Regions from separate parts of the Gossypium arboreum genome. Here region 2 is linked to region 1. Evidence: chromatin contacts called from public Hi-C data. All regions are on one chromosome and are shown on one strand. The core of a region is the stretch at or near the end of the contact, and the rest is flanking DNA. Distances in the headings are between cores, read along the strand shown.

Region 1 (5,141 bases), core at 2,106-4,605:
TCACCTGAGCCATCATATCTACCGTAGTACTCACCACTACAATCAGATCTGACGTTTTTAATCCTTTTGTTGAGTTGATTCTCAACTTCAGCTTTATAAGTTTTGAACACATCTAAAGACTGAGATTTCTCATTAATGAGATATAGGTACCCATAACGTGAGTAGTCGTCTATGAATGTTATGAAATATTGTTGACCATTCCATGATGCCATAGGAAATGGCCCACAAATATCTGTATGAATTAATTCTAAGACGTCTGAAGATCTGTTGGCACCCAATTTCTTGGTTTTGGCCTGTTTTCCCTTGATGCAATCGATACAAACATCAAAGTTTGTGAAGTCAAGGGACTTTAAAATACAATCAGACACAAGGCGTTCAATTTTAACTTTTGAGATATGACCTAAGCGCCTATGCCATAATGATGCTGAATTTTCTTTATTTAATTTGCGTTTAATACACGTGATTCCACATGAAAGGTTTCATTATAGGATGCAACTATTTCTAGCAAATAAAGGTTGTCATAAGTATTTAAATAACCAGTTCCAATAACATTTGAATTTAAAAACAAATTAAATTGATTGTTTCCGAATGAACAATAATATCCAAATTTGTCCAACGAAGAAACAGAAACTAAATTTCGTCTAAATGACTGTACAACAAAAGTTTCTTTTAAATCCAAATAAAAACTAGTTCCTAAAACAACCTAAAATGCCCAATTGCTTCCACTTCTACCGATTTTTCATCACCCACAAAGATGTGTCTTTCACCATCACATGGCTTTCGATAACTCAGGCAACCCTGCATAGAAACACTTATGTGAGTAGTAGCACCAGAATCTATCCACCAAGTGTTTCTAGGTACTGAAGCTAAATTAATCTCAGAATAGACCAAATTAGGAATTATACATTTCTTTACACGCCAAACATGATATTTGGTAAATCTTTCTTTACGTGTCCAGACTTATTACAAAAGAAATAACTTTCTGTAGCTTGTTGTTGTTTCTTTTGAGCTGGACCCTTAGCAGCTTCATTCTGATATTTTTTTTTCTTGCCCTTGTCCTTAGGGGCATTGGCCAAATGAGTACTTTCAAACTTATCACGCTTCAACCTTTCTTCCTCTTGCACATAATGAGAAATGAGCTCATTTAGGGTCCATTTCTCCTTTTGACAGTTATAACTAATTTTAAATTGGTTAAACTGTGTAGGAAGCGATACCAAAACCATAAGAATAAGCAATTCCTCAGAAAGCTCTATCTTAAGTGCCTTAAGTCTTGAAGCAGTATGAAACATCTCCATAATGTACTCCCTTACGTTTCCTTGACCCTTATACTTCATAGACATCAAAGAAGTCAAAAGTGATGTCATCTCAACCTTATCGTTTTTAGCAAAACGTTTCTCAATTTCATCAAGGAAACCTTTGGCTTGAGTAATCTCTTCAGATTCTGTGCCCCTAAAGGCTTCTGGAATGTTGTGTTTCATGATCATTAGACTCATGCGATTTGAACGATCCCACCTCTCAAAGTCCCTCTTAATATCAGGGGTGCTTTCCGCAGTGAGAGGTGTAGGTTGTTCTTCCCTTAGTGCAAGGTCTATGTCCATACAGCCAAGCATTATAAGTAAGTGCCTTTTCCATTCTTTAAAATTAGTTTTATTAAGCATGGGTATAGAATTTATATTAGCAGATATTGTGGCAGCAGAAGATGAATTGAATAGAGAACAAAAACAAGCTTCATAAGTAAACAATAAATTCAAAATAATGGCTAATCCCATCTCAAGATACCAAACACTACATTAATATCAAGTTTTTGGACAATAATATTAATAATAAGCGGTACTCTTGTTATAGCAATCAAACATTGACAATAAACTATGCCAAGCAATGAATTAATCTTTGGACTAAGCAATGAATTAATCTTTGGACTAACTTATTACTCACATAAAATACCTTATAATTGTCACACATTTATCACCACAGATGTCGTAATTCTGCCAAATATTAACTTACCTTTGGGTCAATTAATAAACGCATGAATTAAAAAAATATATAACCATCTTAATATTTCAAATAAACTAATCTACACAAAAGAGGTCACTTTGGCGGCTTTTTGTTTCAACTAATTTATTTAAAATATTAGATATCCTTAATTAAAAGCCAAAATCTAAATTTATTTGTTCCAAAATATTTACCTTAATTTCATCTTTCAATCAAATTAAAAGATAAAACATATATATTTATATAATTTTCCAAAACATTAAACCAATCAAAGCATGCATATATTATATATTTATATAAACAAACAAAACATATATATGAATCAATTTCAATATATATATTTAAATGTCATATGGATTAAAATAATAATAATCACATGCCTTACAAATACACAGGCTGAATCGCAATATTTTCAAATAAAGCTTAAAAACGTAGGTGTCAAATAATATTACACAAATATTTTAAACTTTATAATTGAATCTATTAATTTGAAAATCACCGAATTTTTTTATATGAATTCAAGATAATAAAAACTTTAATATAAATCTTCAAAAATAACATATATATCCGAAATATAAAACCCATGAAATTTCATGAATCAATTATTCAAATGAAGAACCTGAATCAATTCCCAATGATTCGATATGACGAGGCTCGAATGCCACTTGTTAGAATTTATAAAATAAATCTACAATATAACTTAATAAACCAGGATCTGTCATGTCAAATCATTAAGAATAAATCAAGAACAAAACTAGATGTAGAAGCATACCTGAATCCATGGATTCCTTAAAACTTTTTGGAACTTGGAGATTTAATCTTTCAAATTACACACAAGAAATTCGGAGAATATCTGCTCTCTCTTTCCTAATGATGGGATATTAAAAAAGATATTTTATGTATAATTTAGGGACCATAACCCTAATATTTATAACCTTAGCATATTAGTTTTAATTAAATTCTAATTAACCCATTATTAATTAGAATTTGATTAGAAGAGTATCTACACATATTTGACCCATACTTTATTTAATAATTAAAAGCCCAATAAAATTCTAACCAAATTAGATCACTTTTAATTTAAGCTAACCTATCATGATAATAAATAATATGTAATTATCCTTATTATATATGTGATGTCCAAATTTTCTAACATTGTGGATATCAAGAAACGAAACAGATCGTTTGCAACATCATGGAAATCAAGAAAATATCAAGTTAGTATCAAATTTAATAGAAACTAACAATAGAAGTTGGAATACAGATGTTGCAATTGCTACCTTTCAACCAGAAATTGCGAGAAAAATTTTGCAAATTCCACTCGCAGAGCTAGCACACGAGGACTTCCAAGTTTGGAGGGGGGATGTCAAGGGAATTATCGGTAAGGAGTGCCTATAAACTATTACAAGAGACTAGCAAAGATCCTAGAAATATTAATTTACAGACCGAGACTAATAACTTTTACAGAAAATTGTGGAAGCTACACATCCCTTCAAAAGTTACATTAACAGTATGGAGAATATCTTGAAATTTCATTCCTTCATTAGTCAACCTCAAGTAGAAGAAAGCAGTAGCTAACGCCCTTTGCCCTCAATGCCGACAAAATGAGGAAGATAGTTATCATATTTTTCAGCAGTGTCCTATGACAAGAGAGGTTTGGAATCATTTAAAGCTCTCATAGGTACTTAATCGTAATCACCAGAATATATGGGAATGGCTTACCTGGGTCTTTAGCCAAGGAACGACTGAACAGATTCGTTATTTTTGCTGCGGCCTTTGGCTAGTTTGGTTCAATAGAAATCGGTTAATATATGATAAAATAAATGTATCAAGGAGGGCCATTGCGAAACAAACTTACAGTTATATTTCTGAGTTGAACGAGATTAAAGAAAAGAGACTTATCGTTCAGTCTAATGGAAGCGCTGTACAGGAAAGAAGAAGATCAGGAGTCACAATTTACTTTGACGCGGCCATTGACCAACAAGCCTTCAGATCGGCATCAGGACTGTTTGTACGAGACGAGGAAGGACAAATTCTTGCATCAAAAACGACCATCCACTCCGAAATCGCAAATCCATTTATAGCAGAAGTGCATGCAGGGTTACAAGCAGTCAAGTTAGGGTTATTAATGGGTCTAAACAAACTGGAAATTGTGGGAGATTCAAAGACAGTAATTAAAAAATGCCAGAACATAGAGATAGACAAATTGAACATCGGTGCAATCATCAGAGATATTCAGCATAAGAAAGGCAGATTTCAAGAGATAAAGTTCCATTTCATACCCAACAAAGAAAATTTTTATGCTCATGCTCTGGCAAAAGAAGCGTTGAAGAGAGAAGTTAACCATTACCTGGTAGGAGGGCTTCCAGATTTTGATCGTCAAGCATCGGAGGAGAGGAGCCCAAGAGAACCGGATTGAAAGAAAATAAAGGTGAAGGACCGTTTGGAAAGGTAGTAGGAAATAAATTGCTTCCCTTAGAAATTGCTACCGTCATAATGCTAGAGAGGATGTGAAACGACAACATACTGAAGACCCAACTGGTGATTTGACTGGATAAGATACTATTAGGTTTCCTGTTTTGATTTTATATTTAAGATTCATGGACTAGTTTTTTATTAGGTCGGCTTTGCTATCTGTGCAGGCTTGGAATTTTAGTAGGGCTTCTATTATGGACTTAGCCCAGTTCTGTTTGATAGTTTATTTATTAATAAAACTCCAGTCAAATCTTTTAGTCAAAAAAAAACATAATTAATTAATACACGTAATATAAGGTTTTGAAACTAGGCACATATTGGTCTAAATCTAAGGGTATCCACTCTGCATCATCATACGAATTCGTTTGTTTACATAGGAAGGAATCCACCAAACAATTCTGTTGTAGATTTCAGCTGAAGACGCCTTCATCTTATGAAGAATTATGCAAGTTATGATGGATGCCCCGGTTCAAAGTTTTAACATTATTCTTTTTTGCAACCCTCTCTGAGGAGGTAAAAGACCTACAAACCCATTGGAATCTTATCCACTCCGATTTTATAAAGACGGATTTTTGAAAAAAAAATGAAGTTTTGAGTGAGATAAATTAGGGTTGTTATTAGAATTTTCGAAGTTGGGTAGACAAGTTTAAATAAAATCCTTTGATCCCTCTATA
Region 2 (4,738 bases), core at 1,235-3,734, 170 kb after region 1:
TAAAAATTTTTCGCTGAATTCAATTCCATCCAACCATCTTCGCTACACTCGGTTGTGAAAAAGTAAACTCATCTTACGTGACGTGTTAGAGTAATATAAACCGAGAAAGCAAAGGTCGGTAAAATAGGCCTTAAGAGGAGGTCTATGCAACTGGCCCAAGTTGTCAAAGCCCTTTTTGACCTTGAATCTAGTTCAGCATTGGCCCATTAAGAAGAGCTCACAGACGTTTGCCGTCCACTTCCCCTTCAATTATCACACAAATTTCCTTTCCTCCAATTCAATCTCCTTGTTCCCAGAATCAATGAGAAAATGGGAAAAACGAAATGGCAAATTACTACAATGTCGATGAGTTTCTAACAGTGGAAGAGGTTGATTTAAAAATTCTCAAATCCCGCATCTTGAAAATTTCATTTTTTCCCTCTTTGAACTCATTGCAGTATGTTCCAGTTGTTTTTCATGAAGCAGCCAATGGAGCAGTTCCGGAACAAACTCCATAAGTTTTTGTTAAATTACTTGTTCTCCTCAGGAGTAAAATTAGAATTGCCATTGTGGCTTTGCTCAAGAAGGCAAGCCATATCCATAAGCGTTCCTCCTGACTGTTTCAATAAAAAGTATAATTTTTCCCTCTATATAGCTCTCAAAAGTTTGGTGGTTATATGTTTGATTTTTTTCTCAATGAAAGTCTGTTCCACTTTATTCAAAGCAAAAAATGGTTACTTGCAGTCGGAGAATGATTGTTATTGAACGTGTGATTTTAATGTCTTGCTGATTTATACATTTGCTCGCCAAAAAAATTGTGTGTGCGTGTTATTGACAATCATTTTCTTTTTTGTATCAGCAGAAGGCGGCTAATTGTGAGGGTCCTCTTATTTGTTTAAAGCTTATTCCTTTAGATGTTTATGCATCTTGAGTGTAGTGTAGGAAGCAGCTCGATCTTGAGAAGTGGAGGATGGGTTTTGAAGCTTGGAAGGAAGAGGAAGCCAATGGGATCACTGCTATTCTGACCTCAACATCACTCTCATTGTCGCTTGCATTGCATGATGGTAACATATTCAACGTTGTCTGCTTCCGACTGAAACTGTGTGAAAAATATGTTCATAACTGATATTCATACATTTCTCTACTTGTATCTATATAACCCTTCTATTGATATGACCAAGTGTAATTGCTTAATAACTTGAATATTTAGAACATCATAATTATATCTAATCATATATTACTTTCATATTGCATACAACAAGTACTTGATAAGAATAAATAATTGTTGAACTGTTTATTATTATAATATATTTCCAAGAATTTCAAATACATTTTAGGAGTTTTAGAGTGAGTGCTTTCAAAATTGCGGGTTTCTACTAAATTGTTTGGTTGTAATGAAATTGAAAAAGTTGACTAAAAGATCTTAAATGATTTTGAAAAGAAAATACCGACAATAAGAAGTTAATGTGACAACTGTTAGCTGTTTCTTTCGATCTGTCGTGTTTTGTGTGTAGGTGTTAGATTTTATGAGTCCTGTAAATATGTTAAAAATTTAAATAAAGATAAGATATGAATTTATTGACTAACAACTTTGAATTTACAATAAAAAAAAAAAAAGATATGTTGCACAAAGCATGAAAAAAGAAATATAAAAAAGCGAAAGGATAATAATTCCCAGCAACGGTATATCCCTCCAAAAAGAAGACCAAAGACATGACAAATTATATTCTATAAATCTGAAATTAAAAAGTTTTCAATTTGATTTTAATATAAATCCTTTCTTTACTTGCCTAAGATAGAGACACAGAAGAGTGAAAATGACCCTATTTTAACTGTAAACATCACCATTTTCCCTGCATTGTGATTGGAGTAGAATAAACCCTTTACTTTTCACATTTGACTTTTGGCAGTCCCACGATAGTAAAATAAATTAAATTTTGTTCATTTAATTTAGAAAAAGTTATAAAAGGATCATTAAATTATTTAAAATTTTTTACTTAAATTATTCAGTTGTTAAAATCATTATTGTGTGACTTTTTTGTTCATACTGTCTATACTAATTAAAAACTCTTATTCTCTCTCTTTTTTACAATTTAATTTTTTTTGAAACATCTTTAAACCTTATAAATCTACGAATTAAAATCTAAACAATTTTATTCTTTAATCTCCAACAGTAATTATGGGATCGACTTGGATCTAAGAAATATTTTTTACTTGTCATCAGATATTGATCTATCTTATCATTTATCAAATTATCATTTAGAGCTCATTAGTCAAATTTAATATATATATATATATAACAACTCAATAACTCAAATAAAAATAAATAATTTACTGATTTAAATAAAAACTTTCAAATAAATTATTAATTATGTTATAATTTTAAAATTAACCAAAATATAATTTTATTAATAATTTAATTATCTTATGTGCAATTTCCCCTAGAGATAAAATGATCCTTTCAGACGTAAAAAACTATGCTCATGCAATAAAATACAGGCAGCTCGGGGTCCACATGTTTAACTATGTGAGTGCGACCCGCTTTCACATATTGGTCCCATCCCATCACATCCCCTGAAGTGTCGTAAACCATCTTTACTGGAAATGAAACTCATCATCGTCTTCAAGAAGTTGAAACAGCAAGAAACCTGCACTTAAAAAACTAAACAAAATCAGACAGTCTAGATTTGCTGGTTCCCAGTTGTATATTTGGGAATTGTAAGAAAAAACAAATGTCCAAACAAACTTACAGGGTTTGTTTCTGCTTCCAGAGGAGGTTTAGGCTGGCAGTTTCAGAGGCACCAGAGGATATCAAGAAACTGTTCGAACAATACTCCGAGAATGGGATAATGACCATTGATGGGCTGCAGAGGTTCTTGGTCGAGGTTCAGAAAGAAGATAAGGCTACCAGAGAAGATGCTCAGAAGATTATTGATAGTGTTAAACATTTTCATAGAAAGGGTGTAAACCTCGAAGCTTTTTTTAAGTACCTCTTTGGTGATATTAATCCTCCTCTTGCTTCTCTTGGGGTAATCATATTTCTCTCTCTCTTTGGATTGCCCTTTGTCCTTTTTAGGTTTATTAATTGGGCTTTGAATGCTTCCGTCCAAATTAGTTGATTTGTGTTTTTGTTTGGATGCTGTGAAAATTTTGGGAGCAAAGTGGAACATTTTTATACGTGATTTGAAGTTTGTTCCCTCTTTGAGTTTTCACCTTTACTAAAAAAGGATAATTTGCTTACCCTTATTGTTTCTAGTTGGAAACTTTGGTGTTGGGTTCTATGGGATTTAAATGAAACTAATACCTATTTTCAGCTCAGCAAGCTGTAATGTCTAGTGACTGGATTAGTAGCTTTGAAGAAGGTCCTGTGATGATACCGATCCGTGCGAAAAGTTGGGGCCAACTCACTTTCTTGTTTGATTGCTAAAGCAAATTGTTTTAGTTTTCTTCTTTTTGTGCTATCATGTTCATTTGTTTTATTTCAGGTTCACCATGATATGAGTGCTCCTTTGTCACATTATTTCATATATACTGGTCACAATTCTTACCTTACTGGGAACCAACTCAGTAGTGAGTGCAGTGATGTCCCCATCATAAATGCACTTAAGAGAGGTGTGCGGGTGATAGAATTGGATATATGGCCGAATTCGACGAAAGATGATGTCGATGTTCTTCATGGAGGGTATGTTCTTCAACTGCAAAGAGTTACTTGAATGGATCTATCCTTGATAATTTTACGCAACTTGTCATACTTACATTGCAATATTTTGGTATGTTTCGAAGGAGCAGTCCATGTCTGTCCCCCGCTTCCGAGAGAATAACGAATGTTTCCTTCATGTAGGACATTGACTACTCCGGTGGAACTCATCAAGTGTTTGAGGTCTATTAAAGAGTATGCTTTTGTAGCCTCAGAATATCCGGTTGTCATAACTCTGGAAGATCACCTTACGCCAAAGCTTCAGGCTAAAGTTGCTGAGGTAAGTCTCAGTCCTTCTGATGTGGATTTAATTGTCTGATATTCCGATAATTTACGCTTCTATGACTAACTTCTAGATGGTCACTCAAACATTTGGAGAGATCTTGTTTTCTCCTGGCCCGGAATGCTTCAAAGAGTTCCCCTGTCCAGAATCATTGAAGAGACGCATAATCATATCTACAAAACCGCCAAAGGAATACTTGGAGGCGAAAGAAGTTAAGGATAAAGAGGATGATTCACAAAGGGGTAAGGCCAGTGATGAAGAAGCTTGGGGAAATGAAGTTCCGGACCTTAAAGGCAGTCATGTAGCCAATTACAAGGTGTCTGGTGATACAAATTGCGGTTTACTAGCTGTTTCAATAGAATTTACATTTTCTTCATGATTTCTCTTATGACAGAATGATTTCGATGAAGAAGATGAGGAAGATACAGATGATGGAGAAAAGTCGCAGCATTCTCTAGCCCCAGAATATAAACATTTAATCGGCATTCTTGCTGGGAAGCCCAAGGGTGGATTAGATGCGTGGCTAAGGGTGGATCCTGATAAAGTGACACGTCTTAGCATGAGTGAGCAAAAATTTGAAAAGGCTGTAGTAACTCATGGAAAACAAATTGTAAGGTATTTGGCAAAGGATTTAGCAATTTTGATTTATGAGAGATCATCCCGAGGTTATTTGCACAATGAATTCGTATCTGTCTGGATTCATGAGCTTTTACTTCCTCACTACTTAACAAATCATTGAATGGTTTGATCTATTGTATTCAAAATTTTTTTCTTTTTTG

Evidence for each region. A called contact is a pair of places that touch in the nucleus more often than the background predicts.
Region 2: a Hi-C map of leaf shows a contact between it and region 1, with 3 times the contacts expected there. The contact joins the promoter of LOC108460884 here to the promoter of LOC108458527 in region 1. A contact is called at or near these places in 2 of 5 Hi-C or Micro-C datasets (both in leaf).

Annotation. Positions count from the first base shown.
Region 1 is chr4:17,306,253-17,311,393 of ASM2569848v2, forward strand. LOC108458527 reads left to right here and starts at 3,356. Exons shown (of 2, transcript XM_053026742.1): 1 at 3,356-3,373; 2 at 3,674-4,709. The coding sequence starts at 3,356. The coding sequence ends at 4,411.
Region 2 is chr4:17,476,590-17,481,327 of ASM2569848v2, forward strand. It overlaps LOC108460884 (phosphoinositide phospholipase C 2-like), which reads left to right and starts at 2,485. Exons shown (of 9, transcript XM_017760576.2): 1 at 2,485-3,008; 2 at 3,465-3,661; 3 at 3,821-3,956; 4 at 4,033-4,275; 5 at 4,354-4,574. The coding sequence starts at 2,712.